Linked DNA regions of Mus musculus: regions 1 and 2 are each linked to region 3. The links are chromatin contacts, called in public HiChIP or PLAC-seq maps. All regions are on one chromosome and are shown on one strand. Each heading gives the region's core, a stretch centred on a gene start, on an enhancer-like site or on the middle of the called end of the contact. The rest is flanking DNA. Distances are from core to core; before and after follow the strand shown.

Evidence for each region. HiChIP or PLAC-seq counts read pairs in DNA pulled down with a chosen protein or histone mark.
Region 1: an H3K27ac HiChIP or PLAC-seq map of large pre-B cells shows a contact between it and region 3, with 3 times the contacts expected there. The contact joins two enhancer-like sites. A contact is called at or near these places in 1 of 484 Hi-C or Micro-C datasets (bone marrow-derived macrophages), 1 of 115 datasets of contacts at active chromatin or transcription factors (large pre-B cells) and 1 of 9 other capture datasets (liver).
Region 2: a contact with region 3 is called in an H3K27ac HiChIP or PLAC-seq map of large pre-B cells, with 2.6 times the contacts expected there. The contact joins two enhancer-like sites. A contact is called at or near these places in 1 of 484 Hi-C or Micro-C datasets (bone marrow-derived macrophages), 2 of 115 datasets of contacts at active chromatin or transcription factors (embryonic stem cells and large pre-B cells) and 1 of 9 other capture datasets (adipose tissue).

The regions. Positions count from the first base shown.
Region 1 is chr2:166,824,443-166,829,551 of GRCm38.p6, reverse strand. Arfgef2 (ADP-ribosylation factor guanine nucleotide-exchange factor 2 (brefeldin A-inhibited)) reads right to left here. Exons shown (of 39, transcript NM_001085495.2): 2 at 2,595-2,625; 3 at 1,887-2,010. Among named protein-coding and RNA genes, the nearest start is that of Arfgef2, 21 kb to the right of the region's middle. Within about 2 kb of position 2,846, at least 45 of the 459 cell types and tissues checked have an H3K27ac peak or open chromatin away from gene starts, as enhancers often do.
Region 2 is chr2:166,872,715-166,877,512 of GRCm38.p6, reverse strand. It overlaps Arfgef2 (ADP-ribosylation factor guanine nucleotide-exchange factor 2 (brefeldin A-inhibited)), which reads right to left. Exons shown (of 39, transcript NM_001085495.2): 29 at 3,807-3,937; 30 at 3,521-3,650; 31 at 885-1,020. Among named protein-coding and RNA genes, the nearest start is that of Cse1l, 31 kb to the left of the region's middle. Within about 2 kb of position 2,417, at least 72 of the 459 cell types and tissues checked have an H3K27ac peak or open chromatin away from gene starts, as enhancers often do.
Region 3 is chr2:166,618,134-166,623,080 of GRCm38.p6, reverse strand. It overlaps Prex1 (phosphatidylinositol-3,4,5-trisphosphate-dependent Rac exchange factor 1), which reads left to right. Exons shown (of 40, transcript NM_177782.3): 6 at 1,748-1,909. Among named protein-coding and RNA genes, the nearest start is that of Gm29679, 56 kb to the right of the region's middle. Within about 2 kb of position 2,425, at least 84 of the 459 cell types and tissues checked have an H3K27ac peak or open chromatin away from gene starts, as enhancers often do.

The DNA.
Region 1 (5,109 bases), core at 1,597-4,096, 210 kb before region 3:
GAAAAAACAAACAGAAGAAAACAAAAACAAGAACGTTTCTTCTGAAGCTGAAAGAGGATGATTGACGGGGATGAAAAGGGTGACAGGGATGAAGACCTGGCCAGGCTGACGGCCCAGGGAGGGTGAGAGCTATCACACTTAGGACGTTAATGTGTTAGCATCAGGACTCATTCCCAAACTAAAACTCATCATGGGAACCAAACAACTAAAATAAAACTGATGTCAAATTTCCTCAGAAAGCATTCACAGCATCAAGTACTTTAGGATGAAGTAAGACTCTGCCTGCCATTTGAGAACTCCTGGCTCATTAGAAGCTTCGCATAGGACATGTACAGAATTATCTGGAATGAGAGAAATAATTTTCATTTGAAAGAACTGCTTCTGTGGAAAAAAAAACTGTCACCAACTCTAAATTGTGTTGAAAAAAAGAAGATAATGGAGTAACGATTAGACCCAGGATGCCACTTTGCAGTTCTATGGTGTGGCACATAGAACCAATAGATGACAACAGGCTCAGTGGTTAAGAGCACTGACTGTTCTTCCAGGGGTCCTGAGTTCAATTCCCAGCAACCACATGGTGGCTCACAACCATCTGTAATAGTATCCGATGTGTGCCTGAAGACAAGCTACAGTGTACTCATATACATAAAATAAATAAATCTTTAAAAAAAATAAAAAGAAATGCAAATCTGCAGGAGGCTTCGAGGACCTTGTTTCACAACTCTCTAAGCAACCCTAACAGAGTCATCTGCTCCCTGTTCCTGTTCCAGGAGTTGCTGGTAACTTCAATAACATCCAAAACTTCTTCCACTGACGGATGGGACGGCGCTAAGGTAAAGAAACTTGGAGCTGTCTAGAGGAAAAAAATGACGGCTTGGGAACTAAGGCTCCTGGGCTGCCCTGTGTCTTACAACTGTAGCACAGGCTCCCATCTCTACTCCTAGGCCTTCAGCACTTAGAGAGCTTTAGTGAGGAAGCTCCAACCACAGCCAAGCCGCATCGTTTGCAGACTGTTGGCCTCGAGTGTTCTCACTCACTCGCTCGCTCACTCACTTGCACACCCACTCGCCCGCTCGCTCAGAAGCATTTGAACGCCCCAGTCAGAACTGCGGTTACTTGTAGAAATGCACAGAACAGTGAGACCCTGAATCACAGCTGAGCTGGACGAGGAGACACAGCTCTCTTTCAGATTTTCTTCCACATTCAAGTGTTCTTTTTCTGTGATGTTTTTGCTGTGTGACTTCCACAGTTTTATCCTCTATGCTCTTTAAAACACCTCCCTAGTGTGTGAGAGGGTGCTTCCTAGAGCTAAGGAGCAAGGAGGCCGGGACTGCCTTACAAGAAACTGCAGGTATTAAATAAACTTGCACGTTATTAAAGCTGCTGGCTGTAAACTCAATGTTGATGAGCCAATGGTGCTTATTAAGGTGTCTCTAAACAGAAACGCACAGAGAATGAACTTATACACTGATCAGCTAGTCCAAAATGGAGAACTGGGAACCCAAGCCCGCACTTCCTGGGGCTGGTTAGTTCACGTTCATAGTGACTGTAGATCAGAACTGCCACAAATAATCAGATGTGGCTGTACCTGTTTCTACACCTGAGAGAACACATTAACACCATCAACGATGAGGCTGGGAGCATGTCATGTCATGTATCACATATATCAAACACAGTCAACCTACAACTGACTACAGTTTCCCCACTGGGGAAATGTGACTGTAGCTAAGGAGCACAGGCCCCTGGCCACCAGGACATCATCACACGGGAAGCTGTGGGCTGCTCCTGCACCACCTCCTGGGGCATTCTCAGTGCCAGAGCAGCACTGCTGTGGGTAATGGAGTGCTCACACCAAGGACCCCTCACACTGAGCTTAAACGTGGTACCTGCAAGCAGTCCAGGGATGTGCTGACCACCCGAGGTGACTTGGATTGGCAGGCCAGCTCGAATGGAAGGAAATACTTGTCAGCTTCAATGAAGTTTGCCTTTGGTGGAGCCGCAGCGCCAAGCCTAGGGAAAGCAGGAAAGGGGAAAGAGGTAGAATGAGGGAAAAAAGCTTGCTTCTCTCCATCTTACTGGACGCTCCCACGGTGACTGTAAGCACTTGGTTAAAAGTGCTAAAAGCGCTCGCTCTCCTGGAACTGTGGTTACAAGCTGAGTGCATGTAACTTGAGGAAGAAACCACCAGGATGTCATATGCAGAAAGCATGAGCCTTGTGAGTGGACTCACTGGCACTGGTCAGAATCTGCTGCATCCATGCTAGAGCCATGGTTCTGAGCTGTGACTGCTGGCTCCCATTAAGATAAGGAGCTAGGACTGCCAGAGCAAGCTACAGCTTGCCACAAGACAAGGCTTCTGCCTCCTTCTCAAGAGAAGGTATAAAGGCATCGACTTGGCCTTCTTTAACCACCCCTTCAAGCACATGTGTAGCACTGAGCCAGGCACCTGCCCAGCCCGGGAGCCCTGCTGTGTGAGCACTGTGCCAGTAGAGTATGTGCTGCCCCTTTAAATATGACCGTAAGCACACATGGAAAGGGGTTCCCATGGCCACCACCTGCTGCACCCCCAAAAAGGAGGAAGCACAGCTGCTTACCTCTGCTTTTCTAGTTCTGCTTTAATTTCATCTGGTGGAAGAAGAAAAAGCACATTAGGAGAACGCAACACTTACAGAAGAGTTGTTTGCTACAAGGTGTCTAGAAACCATTGAAAGGAATATTATAAGATTGTGGAACACTCAGATTTTGATATAACGTGAAGCAAAAACTTATCACAGCAGTAATGCTGGTGGCCCATGGGAGTCACTGTGCTAGCATGCATGTAAGTTCATGGTGCCTTCACTTATGCCCATGGGACCCTGTGGGTGGACACTACTGTTCCCTCTCACCACTGACAAGCTGCAGCCATCCTGTGCGCCTCTAGATGATAGAAGCATTTCCTGCCCCTGCAGTGTTATGTTGTGCTTTTTGATAAGGTCTCATTATGTAGCCAAGGCTAACTGGAAACTCGAGATCCTCCTGCCTCAGCCTGTAAAGTGCTGCCGGGAGGTACCAGCATGCTCTCCTGTAGTCTTGAATACCAAATGGTCCCTGAGCAAACACTCTCAGTGAGAAGAAAGATTTCAATGAGGAAACACAGGCATCATGAGAAAGGGGAATTTCTCCACACTACTCATTAAGAAATGGGGGAGCAAGAACCTGGACCTAGGTCTTGGCTCTGTGGTCTATGCTCTACCTTCTCTTCGTACCAGGTGTATGTAAAAATAGTTAACACAAGCCATCAACTACGCAAAACCATACACAGGAGACTGGAGACCGCTTAAGAAAATACTGAAACTAGTTAGGCAAATGTTGGAAGTTACTAAATAGTGGAGTGGAGAGGCTTGGTTCTTTTTAATTACACTTCGTTAGTTAGCTGGGGAAGGGGCATCAGTGAGGACCAGAGAGCAGCTGTCATCATCAGTTCCTGCTTCTACCTGCAGGTCCCAGGTATTGAACTCAGGTCGGCAGGCTTGACAGCAAGCACCTTCACCTATTAAGTCATTGCCCTGGCCCCTGTTGGTTTTTTCAAATTTTTTCTTTTTCTTTTATGTTTATGGGCATTTGGCTGTATCTATATCTGTGCACATGTGTGCTTGATGCCCAAACTCCACTGCAACTGAAGTTATAGACAGCTCCGAGCCTCACTGTGGGTGCTGAGAATCAAACCCAGGTCCTTTAGAAGAGCATTCAGAGCTCTAAGCTGCTGAGGTATCTTTCCAGCCCCTTCATTTTTTCCACATTTTTCAATGACCTAAACACTTTTGAGGTCAGGGCCATTGAAACAAGAGAGTACCTTATCTAAATACTCTTGACCCAACCCACCAATCTATTCCTAGTACTGCAGTATGTTGGGCCCTAAGGCACAGGTAATATCAAAGGTGAAGGAGGGAGGCAGGAAAGGGAGGAGAGGGGCAGGAAGGAAGGGAAGGAGGCAGGAAGAGAGGAAGAGAGGAAGAGAAGGAGGAACACACCTAGTCTTTCTACAAACTCTTAAGAGCAGGCAGTCTGGGTAAGGACAATAGCCATCCTAACAGAACCAAACACACTTCAAGAAGTTCTTAGTTCCATTTGCTTGGAAAGTCAAGGAACCGGGCCAGCTAGAGGTGGTAAGGTCTACACATTCTTACTGCCTGCCTAACAAAGCAGCAGGTAACTGCCCACGAGGCCTGTGACACCCGAGCTTGTGAAAGGAACAGCCAACATGGACCCTGTCCTTAAAGGACATAACTCATCCACCTCCAACAGAAGGCTACAAGACTGGCCTACAGGATGTAGCTTCCATCATCTGACATAACGCAATGGCTTTGCAAGTTCCTGTGACACACCGGATGCACCCTGCTGCCAACTCAAGTGTAAGGTTTTCTTCTGGTCAGGAGCAGCACTCTTAGGGCTCAGTCAGATGCATCAGATACGGCCAAGCCCATGCTAGAGGCTGGTGGTCTCTGAATCTCCAACCATCTGTTCTGGATACCAATGGTGCTAAGCCAGTGATACACAAATCTCACCAGTACAGCCGCTCACTGTCGATGCAAGGCACCAAAACCAACAAGACTAAACTCAGGGCTACACACTTGAAAGCCTATGCACACCAATCACGAAATGTCAGGAGAGGCATCGGGAAGAAAACATCTTAGGGACAGCAGAGCAGTAGCCTTCAGTGGCTGGCACTGGCAGCTCTAGAGACTCTAACCCAGGATGTTGGTTGCTCTGATTATCCCAGTGGGCAAGCCCAGACTTTACAAGAAAGTTCAGATTGCAACTCAAAGCAAATTCAGCCTTTCCATAATAACTATGCCCAGATAAGACTGATCTCCTGGCCGCCCTGGCCACGAAGCTACTGGCTCATAGTTTCTCTTTCAAGGAATGGGAAGGACTCAGAAGCAATACTTCACTGGCTGCAAACAAACACCTACAGGTGGGAAAGGTGCTTAAAGAGTACGTCATCAGCTGAGGACGAAATGCAGGCTCTGCACAAGCTCAGTGGCTCAACTGAAGAGCAGCAACAAGAGAAGCAGGCCAGAATCCAAGGCCAGACTCTGTAAACCTTACAGACTAGGAAATGAGAGCCAG
Region 2 (4,798 bases), core at 1,168-3,667, 250 kb before region 3:
AGCCTGGTCTACAAAGTGAGCTCCAGGACAGCCAGGACTACACAGAGAAACCCTGTCTCAAAAAACCAAATAAATAAATAAATAAATAAATAAATTGTTTTTAAAAATAGTGTTTCTGATATAATCACTAACTACCTTTCCAGTTTTTGCTATCAAAGTACTACAGCTATTTGCTACTTCCTTTAAAATGTGGTCCTTTTCGCCAGAAGGGCGTGGTGGCAGACACCTCTGACCCCAGCGCCTGGGCTGCAGAGGCAGGCGGATCTCTGTGACTCTGAGGCCAGTCTGTCTAAACAGATCAAGTTCCAGCACAGCCAGGCTGCACAGAGAAGGAGGAAAGAAGGAGTCACTTTTCAAAAAGATCTTAACTGAATTTAACTTTGCCCTAGGCCAAAATGGATCCAGGTCTGAGGGATACATGGTTTTTATCTGGTATACACTAACATGAACACATAACCACTAAATAAGATGTCACTGATGTAGCTGGTGATAGTAACTCCAAAAGTACTTTAAAAAATAGTTTACTATAAAAAAATTACAAACACATAAAACTTGAAAGAAGGGAGTTGAGGGAATAGCTCATGGACACACGGATGTACACACGGATGGACAGACACAGGCTGGGAGGAAAGGAGGGAGGGAGAAACGGAGGGGAATTAAAAAAAAAACAAACTTTAAAGCACAAAAGTGCATCTCACCCTTTAAAACAAAAACAACAAAATCCACCTTTAAACTGTGCTTATAAATCAACCTGGGAAGGGACTGGTGGACTGAATTGTACACAGTGACCCTTGGCATTGCATTTATACTTTTATGACAGAAAATTAATTCCTCATAAAGACTGTGTACGAGGAAACACTGCCCCTCCCTCACTTAATGAATACCTTGTTTCACGCACCACTGCAGCTGCGCAAACACATCAGAGAGAAGCACTTCATGCAAAGCTTCGTAGAACTGGGTGAATACGTCACAAATAGCGTACAGTGCATGATTGCACGTGGTCGTCATCCACTCTGATTTCTGAAAGGAAAAAAAATGAATCTTCAAAACCAACATCTCTAGGGTAAGATGGCTGCTCTTGCAAGCCTGGCTGTCACTCACATAAGTATCGACATCTCAAACCTGACTGCTTCTGCTTGCTCAGAACTACTCTCTCCACCGTCAGATCCTACAGAAACAGTCAGGCGGGTGAGGAAATGTTTGCAGAAGAAAATGTCCACCCCTGTAACATTCAGACTCTGAAAACTGCATGGTGTGATAGGCTTCACTGTGGACTCACAAATATTAAACTGTCCCTTAAAATAATATGGGAAAATAAAGACAACTGCATACGGGCTAAAGAGATGGCTCAGCAGTCGAGGGCACTTGCTAGGCAATCACGAGAGCTGGAGTTCAGATTTCACAGCCTTGGAACAAGCTTACCGTCCCAGGCACCCATTGCCCCATGTGTGGGAAGGGCTGAGGGAATATGGCGCCGCTGGGGTTTGCCAAGAGGAGACAATGAGAGCCTCACATTCACCAGGAGAGCTTGACTCAAAGTAATAGTGGACTATGAAAGAGGCGGTCACCCAGCACCTTATCCTGCCCCCCCCCACACTCTTTCAAAAAATGACGGCATAAAAGTACCAGAGAAATATAAAAATGATTACACAATGACAGAAAAGAAAAGTGTCACGAATAGGGTTCTCAAAATAAAAGCCAGAAGGAAATGAAACTGAAGACCTGGTAACATAGCGTAAATAAAGACCAGCACAGGTGCTGGCCTACAGAGCCCCACCCCTGACCAAGAAGCCATCTGCAGCTGACAGTTGCCAGGAAAGGGAAATCCACTTTCCGCAATGGAGCGATACAGAGTGAGGAGTTACACTGTGTGTGTGTGTGTGTGTGTGTGTGTGTGTGTGTGTGTGTGTGTGTGTGTGTGTTTTTTAAGACAATGAGAAAGAACAAAGTTGGGTATGCGGGAAGAATGTGGGAACAGTTGGAGGAGGGGAAAACACAACCAAAATATACTGTGTGAGGAAAGTTTTAAGCTGGACGTTGGTGGTGCACATCTTTAATACCAGCATCTGGGAGGCAGAAGCAGGCGGATTTTTGAGAGTTTGAGGCTAGCCTGATCTATATATGGAGTCCAGAACAGCCAGAAAAAACTAAATAAAAAGAAAATAAAGATACCAATGAAAAAGTAAGACTACAAAGTGACCTTCGGGTCCACCCAGGCTGGAGGATGACACTGCCTCAAAAACAAAACACACAAGTGAAAAACCAACCAAACCCAGCCCCTCAACAAACAGAAGAGGAAGCAACTGGGAAAAGCTGATGACACAGGACAAAAAGCCAGGTCCAAAAAGCCAGGTCCCAATAGGAAGATGTGGTGATCAGTGGTGGCAGCCAGCCAGCCAGCCAGCAGAGCCTCTGCCCGTGCAGAGCACCGAGGTAAATGAAAGCAAAGGCTGGATAGTGTGGGGAAAGGGGAAGGCCCACAGTGCCCTGCAGACATGCAAGCCATGGTGTGTGGACATGAATGCAGAAGTTAGGCCTCCCGGATTCCTGTCCTCAATTACAAGGGAATTTAGGAACGCTCACTTCAGAGCGTCGCCCAGCGAGCATGAGGACTGAGTCCAATCCCCAGACCCCTAGAATCTGTGTAGAAAGCTATGCGGGGGCTGGGCATTGCAGAAACAAACCCTAGAGCTGGAGCACACGTGCGGACCACATGCTTCCTGCATGCTAGACAAGCATTTTTCTGAAATGAATATTTATCTATCTATTTATGATGAGGAAAAAATTACTCTAACATTAAAGAACAGGACAAATGTCTACACTAGGACTTCAACTGTATAAACTGTTTAAGTAGGAAAAGACAACATAGTGGTAGCCTCAGTTTCTATGTGATAGAGGTGTGAACTCTGTGTATCCGGAATATTTCATCTAGTGCATGTTATTTTTATGCTGGTATGAGGGGGAAATGATGTTCCTGAAATAATACATTAATAAAGGGCCAGTCAGGTAGTGATGGCACACACTCGTAATTTCAGCACTCAGGAGGCAGAGGCAGGTGGATAGCTATGACTGTGAGGCCAGCCTGGTTTACAAACTAAGTTCTAGGTCAGCCAGGGCTACACAAATAAACTCTGTCATAAAAAGACAAAAAAGAAAAAGAAAAGAAGACAGCTGTGCTTGTCTTGTCTGTGCATCTCTGCCATTGCTCTCGATCCTGCAAGACCAGGTCAGAGCGTGGCACACACAAGAAGAGCAGCCATGAGCCTGCAGAGCTGGCAGGCAGTGTCCAGGTCCAGGAGGGCAAACCATGAGGAACTTCCTCTCCCTTTTCCCAGAAAGGGATCTCCCAGAACTAGCTGACACTGGTCTAAGATGGTCAGTGCTTCTGTCCACTTGTAGAAGCATCTTAAATAGTTGTTAAGTTGTTAAACCCCTGTTATCTGGCAAGACAACCCCAAGGAGGAGGCCGGCCATGGGCCCATTACATCTACTCACAGGCCACACTGTAGACATCACCCACCTCTGACTGTTGCTCAGGGAGTTTCATGTTGTCAAAAATTCGAAACACGATTCTGAACAGGTCCTGCCACCAGTGCTTTGCAAAGGTGTGGCCATAGCTCTTCATAATCTCAAACATGACCGTGAGTCCCCTGGGGGAAAAATAAAGGAGAGCAGGGAGAAGGTGAGGAAGAAATGGCCAAACTGAGATGGAGGCAAGGGTCAGGGAGGGGAGGTGTGAACCTGGGGTGGGGTAAGAAGCGACTCATTTTAACATTGATGTCCAGCTGCCTTGGGGATCCAGTTACCTTGTGCGTACATCTAACTTGCATCTGTTAATGATGCAGGAGAGTTCAAACAGGATGGGAAACCAGCCTCTGACCCAGACCCTGTCACCAGGAGCCACATTCATATCATCACTTGTGTACTCTTGCAGCACCTGAAATGAAAATCATGTCTCAGATGTAGTGTAAGCAAGCAGGAGGGGTCAGAAAAGCAGCCACACAAAGACTGAGGCTCTAGACAATCTTTTCCCAAACTCTCTTCCGAAGTCTAGAAGGGGAAATCCCAGAGACCGAGGGAGACATTCCCCTGCCCACTGAAGGTGTCATTCCCATGAGCCTACAGACCAGAGGGAGGCAGCTCACAAGAGCACTGGGGCAGAGAGTGAATGTTACATTAAGAAACATGCTAAGGGGCTGGAGAGATGGCTCAGCTGTTAAGAGCACTGACTGCTCTTCCAGAGGCCCTGAGTTCAATTCCCAGCAACCACATGGTGGCTCACAACCATCTGTAATGGGATCCGATGCCCTCTTCTGGGGTGTCTGAAGACAGCTACAGTGTACTCATATACATAAAATAAATTAGTAAGTAAATCTTAAAAAGAAAAAGGAAAGATGCTAATGATCAACGGCTGCTAAGTACCCAGAATTCCTTGTGTTTCCAGAAATCACTGCGACATAGTACTCAATAGCAGCTACTACTAGTTACAAAGAGCTTGCTATGTGCCCATTTTACTGACAAGCTGCCTGGCTCACAGGCACTGACACCTAAGTGGTTGTCCATTATGTAGCCCGGCTGGGAGGATTTCCACAGCCTGGTGCAAACCTCCACATCAACTAGGATGTCTGTGTTCCCATCATTTCAATGCTTTGGAACCAACCCTTAATTGTTCCCAGGTCTTACCCGGAAAGATGAGACATATAAGAAAAACCCAGGGCTGGTGAGATGGCTCAGTGGGTAAGAGCACCTGACTGCTCCTCCAAAAGGTCCGGAGTTCAAATCCCAACAACCACATGGT
Region 3 (4,947 bases), core at 1,176-3,675:
GCAAGCTGGTGTCCCTGAGTTGCAATCCCAGCCCCTCCTCCCCAGTGGCTTTGGCTACCACAGTTTCTTTTGTCAGACAGTCTGGGACCTGTCTTTCAAGCCCAGCCAGGGGACTAAGGGTGATGCTGAGGCTGGGATGTGGGGGTGGGGGTGTGGTTGGCCTGTGCTTATCCAGTTAGTAGCCAGAGCCACCCTGGTACCCAGTGCAGAAGTAAGGGACATTGACCGTGAACACAGGAAGTAGAGAAGTGCTTGATGGCAGGCTGGTGGGTGGGGTGTCTGGTTCAGGAAACTTCTTTGATGCTGTCCTAATGCCCTGACCGAGGAAGGCGAGGACCTGGCACAGGCATTGCCACCTCAGCATCGTCAGCACTGCTGCTGGCCCTTAGGTCTCTTCCACATCTCACTTACCACACCTAGCGAGTGGTTGGATTCTTGTGGTTGTGATCAGCCGGGAGGTGAATTGGTACAGCGCTTGAGTAGCATGCAGGAAGCCCTGGCTCCTGCCCTCAGTGCTGCATAAACTGATCGTGGTGGCACACGCTTTAAATCCCAGCTCTTGGGATGCAGAGGCCGGCCGGGGGATCAGGAGTTTAGGGTTCTTCAACTACATAGTAAGCGTGAGGCTAGCCTGGTCTACACAAGGCCTTGTCTCTGGAAACCACTGTCCGGCTTTGATAATGTCCTGGCCTGTGTCTGAGACAAGAGTCAGCTGATGGCAACCGGGCTGGATGCTTTATGCACTCTGCCCTGTGTCCTCTGAGCAAGAGGCCTGTTCGTTTATTTACCTTTCAGTCCTGGGGACTGAACCCAGGGTGAGCCTTGGACATACGCATAGGGGAGTGGTTACCAGTGAGCTGTGCATGAGCCCCAGTAGGCGTATCCCCCTGTCCAGTTCACTAAGAGAGCTGGGGTAATCAGTGTCTGTGGTCACCTTTGTGACCTGCCCATTTCTGTGTTCTGTGACCCCCTCCCCCAGTCACCTGCCATCCCTTGTCATGCCCTTTGAGCCCGCTCTTCCGGCTGCCCGCCATGTTGCTCCCTCCTCACGTCCCCAGCCTCCCTGATTGGTGCTTGTATGCTCTCTATTCTAACTTCTCTAAGTGTTTCTTCCTGGTGGTCCCCAATTTTTCTTAGCTTTCTGGCCTCTGTCTTCTATGATACCCACCAGGCAAAGTGTTTTTTGTCTGTTTCCTGGTATATTGACTCTCCCTTTAAAGACAGTCAGATGGCACCCACAGAACGAATTAATGAATGAGGGAGGGAACAAATGAATGTCTTCGTTTCCTTTTCTGTCAATGGAATGAAACATCTGACAAAATCATCATAAGGGAGGATGGTTTTATTGCAGTTCTTTCAGGTCCGGTCCATCAGGAAAGAGAGGGGTGTAGCTGGTCTCTGTGTCTGTAGTCAGGGAGCAGACAGGAGTGGATGCTGGTGTTCAGCTGCCGTTCTTCTCTTTGTTCAGTCTGGAAGCCCAGCCTTTGGGATTTTACCACCCATGTTCAAGGCCAGCCTACCCTGTTAAACCTCTCTGGAAGCGCCCTCATTGACACTCAGGGATTTATCTTCTATGTGACCCCAGATCTAGTTAGTTCTCTGGGAAGACTGACACTCGTGTGAATGAGCCAGCAAGTGTTAGCTTTGCTCATCCTCCCTTTGGCACACTGGTTTGGCGTGACTCTACCTCTGCCCGAGTCTATGCCCCTGCACTGATCACCCTCTGTTCTGCCCCTTCCCACACTAGGAGTTGGCCAAGAGGACCCCCGGCAAGCACCCTGACCACACCGCGGTACAGAGTGCCCTGCAGGCCATGAAGACTGTCTGCTCCAACATCAATGAGACTAAGAGGCAGATGGAGAAGCTGGAGGCCCTGGAGCAGCTGCAGTCTCACATTGAAGGCTGGGAGGTGCGTGGTCAGGGTCCTCTGCTGAGGGGGCTGGGCCCCCAGTTGGAGCTGTAGATCACGGGCTCGCTCCTCAGTTTGGCCTGCCTCGTGTGGTTGCTTACAAGTGACTTAGTTGACTCAATGAAACATAAAATCCCAGATTTTACATTTCGGTAGAAAACTTGGTAACACTGCTGTGTCTCCCAGTAGCTGTCACTGAGACGCCTGTTTCCTTAGCCTCTGTCACTGCAGGCCATGCCAACTCCCCTCAGTAACTGTGTGTGGCCTCGCCTTCCTGACACCTACAAGCCTTTGTGCTTCTTGTGCCAGCACTGAGGGCAACATTTACATATCTATCAGTATTAGTTTATTTTCCTGTCACTGTGACAAAATGCCAGATGAAAACCACGGAAGGAAGAAAGAGTTTGTTGTGGCTGGCAGCTGGGGGTGCAGCCCACCGTGATGGAGAAGAGCAGTAGCTTCGCACAGCTGGTCCCAGCACACCCACAGGAAGCCGGCAGAGGCGAGATAGCTCTCTTCTCCTTTGTACTCAGATGATGATACCACCCACGTTTAAGGTGATCTTCCCTCCTCGGTAAACACAGTCTAGACACTTCCTCACAGCCAGAAGTCTAGAAGGTGATTCTAGGTCCTGACAGGTTGACAGAATCAAGCTTTCACACACACAGTGTATGTAACTGACTTTTCTTTATCACACTTACGTGTGTGTGTGTGTGTGTGTGTGTGTGTGCATTCATGTGTGTGAGCCCAGTGTGCCACAGCATGTATGTAGAAGTCAGAGGACAACTGGTAAGAGTCAGCGCTTTTCTTCCACTGGGTGGGACCTAGGCGTTGAACTCACATCATCCGGTTTGGCAGCAAGCCCCTTCACCCACTGAGCCATCTCCTCAGCCTGTAACCAACGCACTTTCCTGACCCTTGCCTCCTACACTATTGGAAGTTTCTTGTCTCTAGAAAGCTGACAGACAGGAAATGCAACCGGTAGGAAAGGCCAGCTCCACTGGAGTGAGAGGTTAGGAGCTGAGATGAAAGATTCTGGGGACAGACGTTGCTGTCTGACACCCCCAGCCCAAGCCCCGCCCCCAACCCTACCGGGACCTGGGTGTTCCTGGATTTAATATTCCTTTCTTGTACTGGCGCCCCCCCCCCCATGGAAGGTCCAGCTGCAGAGAAGACTGGGGCTTTGTTCAGAGACTAGGGGGTGACATGTCCCCTGAACTCTCCCTCACTGGCCATCTTCCCAAGGGGAGCCCTCTAGCTCCCAGAGTCCCTTGCAGATGGACTTTGGAAGGGGCATTGAGGTTTGGCCTCGATCAAGTGGATGGTGGGAGAGATAAGGTTCCCCCTTGTGAGACGGGCTGCCACAGGAGGGCCTGGCTTTCTGTGGCTTTAGCAGTACAGCCCTCCCCCTTTCCATCCAGCTTCCCGAGCTTCTAGCTTCCTCCCTCCAGCTTCTGTTAACTGGCCTGAGTAGGTAGGGTGGTGTGTTCATCAGGCAAGGTGGCTGGTAAGGCAGCCAACCTGGCATCTGGCTCCTTTGACTGTAGGGGCCACTTGTGGCTTTACCCAAAGCAAGTGCCACATGGTCTGCCTTCCAACTGTGTCACAGGCCTCTGTCCTCAGCTCCTTGCAGTCTCTAGACACACTCTGGCACATCCTGGTTGCCATGGGGCTGAGGGGGTGACTCCGAGGAGCTCACAATGCAGTATAGACCAGGATGTGTGACCAGCCAGGCTGGGTGGGTGACTTTGCACCAACAGGGCTCTTTCCTTCCTGTGCCTTGGACATGTCTGTCACCAGCGCCCTTCCTTAACCCCCGATGGCTATCTTGCATCTCTGGAAAGAGATAAAGGAGCGGGGAGAGGGGCTAGAGACCTATTTCAAGATAGTGACATACCACCGGCTCCTTGGTGTGACTTGGTCCTTTGGACCATGCTTGGCGCCAAAGAAGCTGGGGAATGTAGGTCATTGGTCAGGCAGCCAATGCCTGTGAAACTCATTCCCCAAGATGAACCAAGGGGAGCAAGGATCTGGGCTACCTGAATGAGGGTTTCTGAGTTTGCCAGGATTCCACTCAATTCCCTCTCCTCAGCTCTCGGAATCTATATGACCTGGCCCAGCCTACCCAGGACTCCACACAGACCCACTACGTGTTGGCTCTGAGGACTCCTGCTAGCAGGACTTTCCTAGTCCCTGTCTGTGCTTGTCCTTAACACTTCTCCTGGTCCTTGGCCCCAATCTTATCATTGCTGCTCAGCACACCTGCTGTATTAGCCTGTGTGACACTCATCCCACAGAGCTTGGTGATGGATGGATCCAGCCTTCACTGGATCAAGTGCTCCCAGAATCCTGCCCTAACATTCCTACATGGCATCTGTCAAGTCCCTCCTGCATCCCGGGGAAGGTCGTTAGGTGCTAGAAATCTCCAGTCCTTACCGAAGTGCTTATCTTGTGGGGAAGGCTCAACAAGCCAGATTGCAAATAGATCACAGGGAAAGACAGACCGCAGGACACCTAGACAAAACCCAGTCCCCTAAAGGGCTGGATGCAGCCCCCTAGGGCCTGTTGTCAGCCACGTGAGTTGGTGTATCAGCTCCCTGTACCTCTGAGTGTCTCCTGTAAAAGGACATGCAGTCCACTGATGGCACTGGCCCACACAGCCCTCCATCCCATTGCCTTGGCTTCTTGTCTGCTGAGAGCTTTGAGTGTGGAGGCTGATAGGGATGTAGGGGTGTGGAGGGAAAGGTGCTTGATGGTTAGTGTTGTCAGGCTGACAGGGTCTAGAATCACCTTGGAGACAGGTACAATGTCTCCTAGCCTCCAGGTATATTGGTGAGTGATTATTTAGTGTCTGGGCATGCCTCTAAGGGCTGTCTTAGATCCATTGATGTGGAAAGATCCATTTGAGATGTGGGGGTACCATCACCTGGCTGGGATCCTGGACTGTGCAGATGCAGAGCGAGCTGAGCAGCAGGGGGCGTCCATGACTCTCTGCTTCCTGATTGTGAATGTGATCCAGGCAGCTGCTTCAAGCTCCC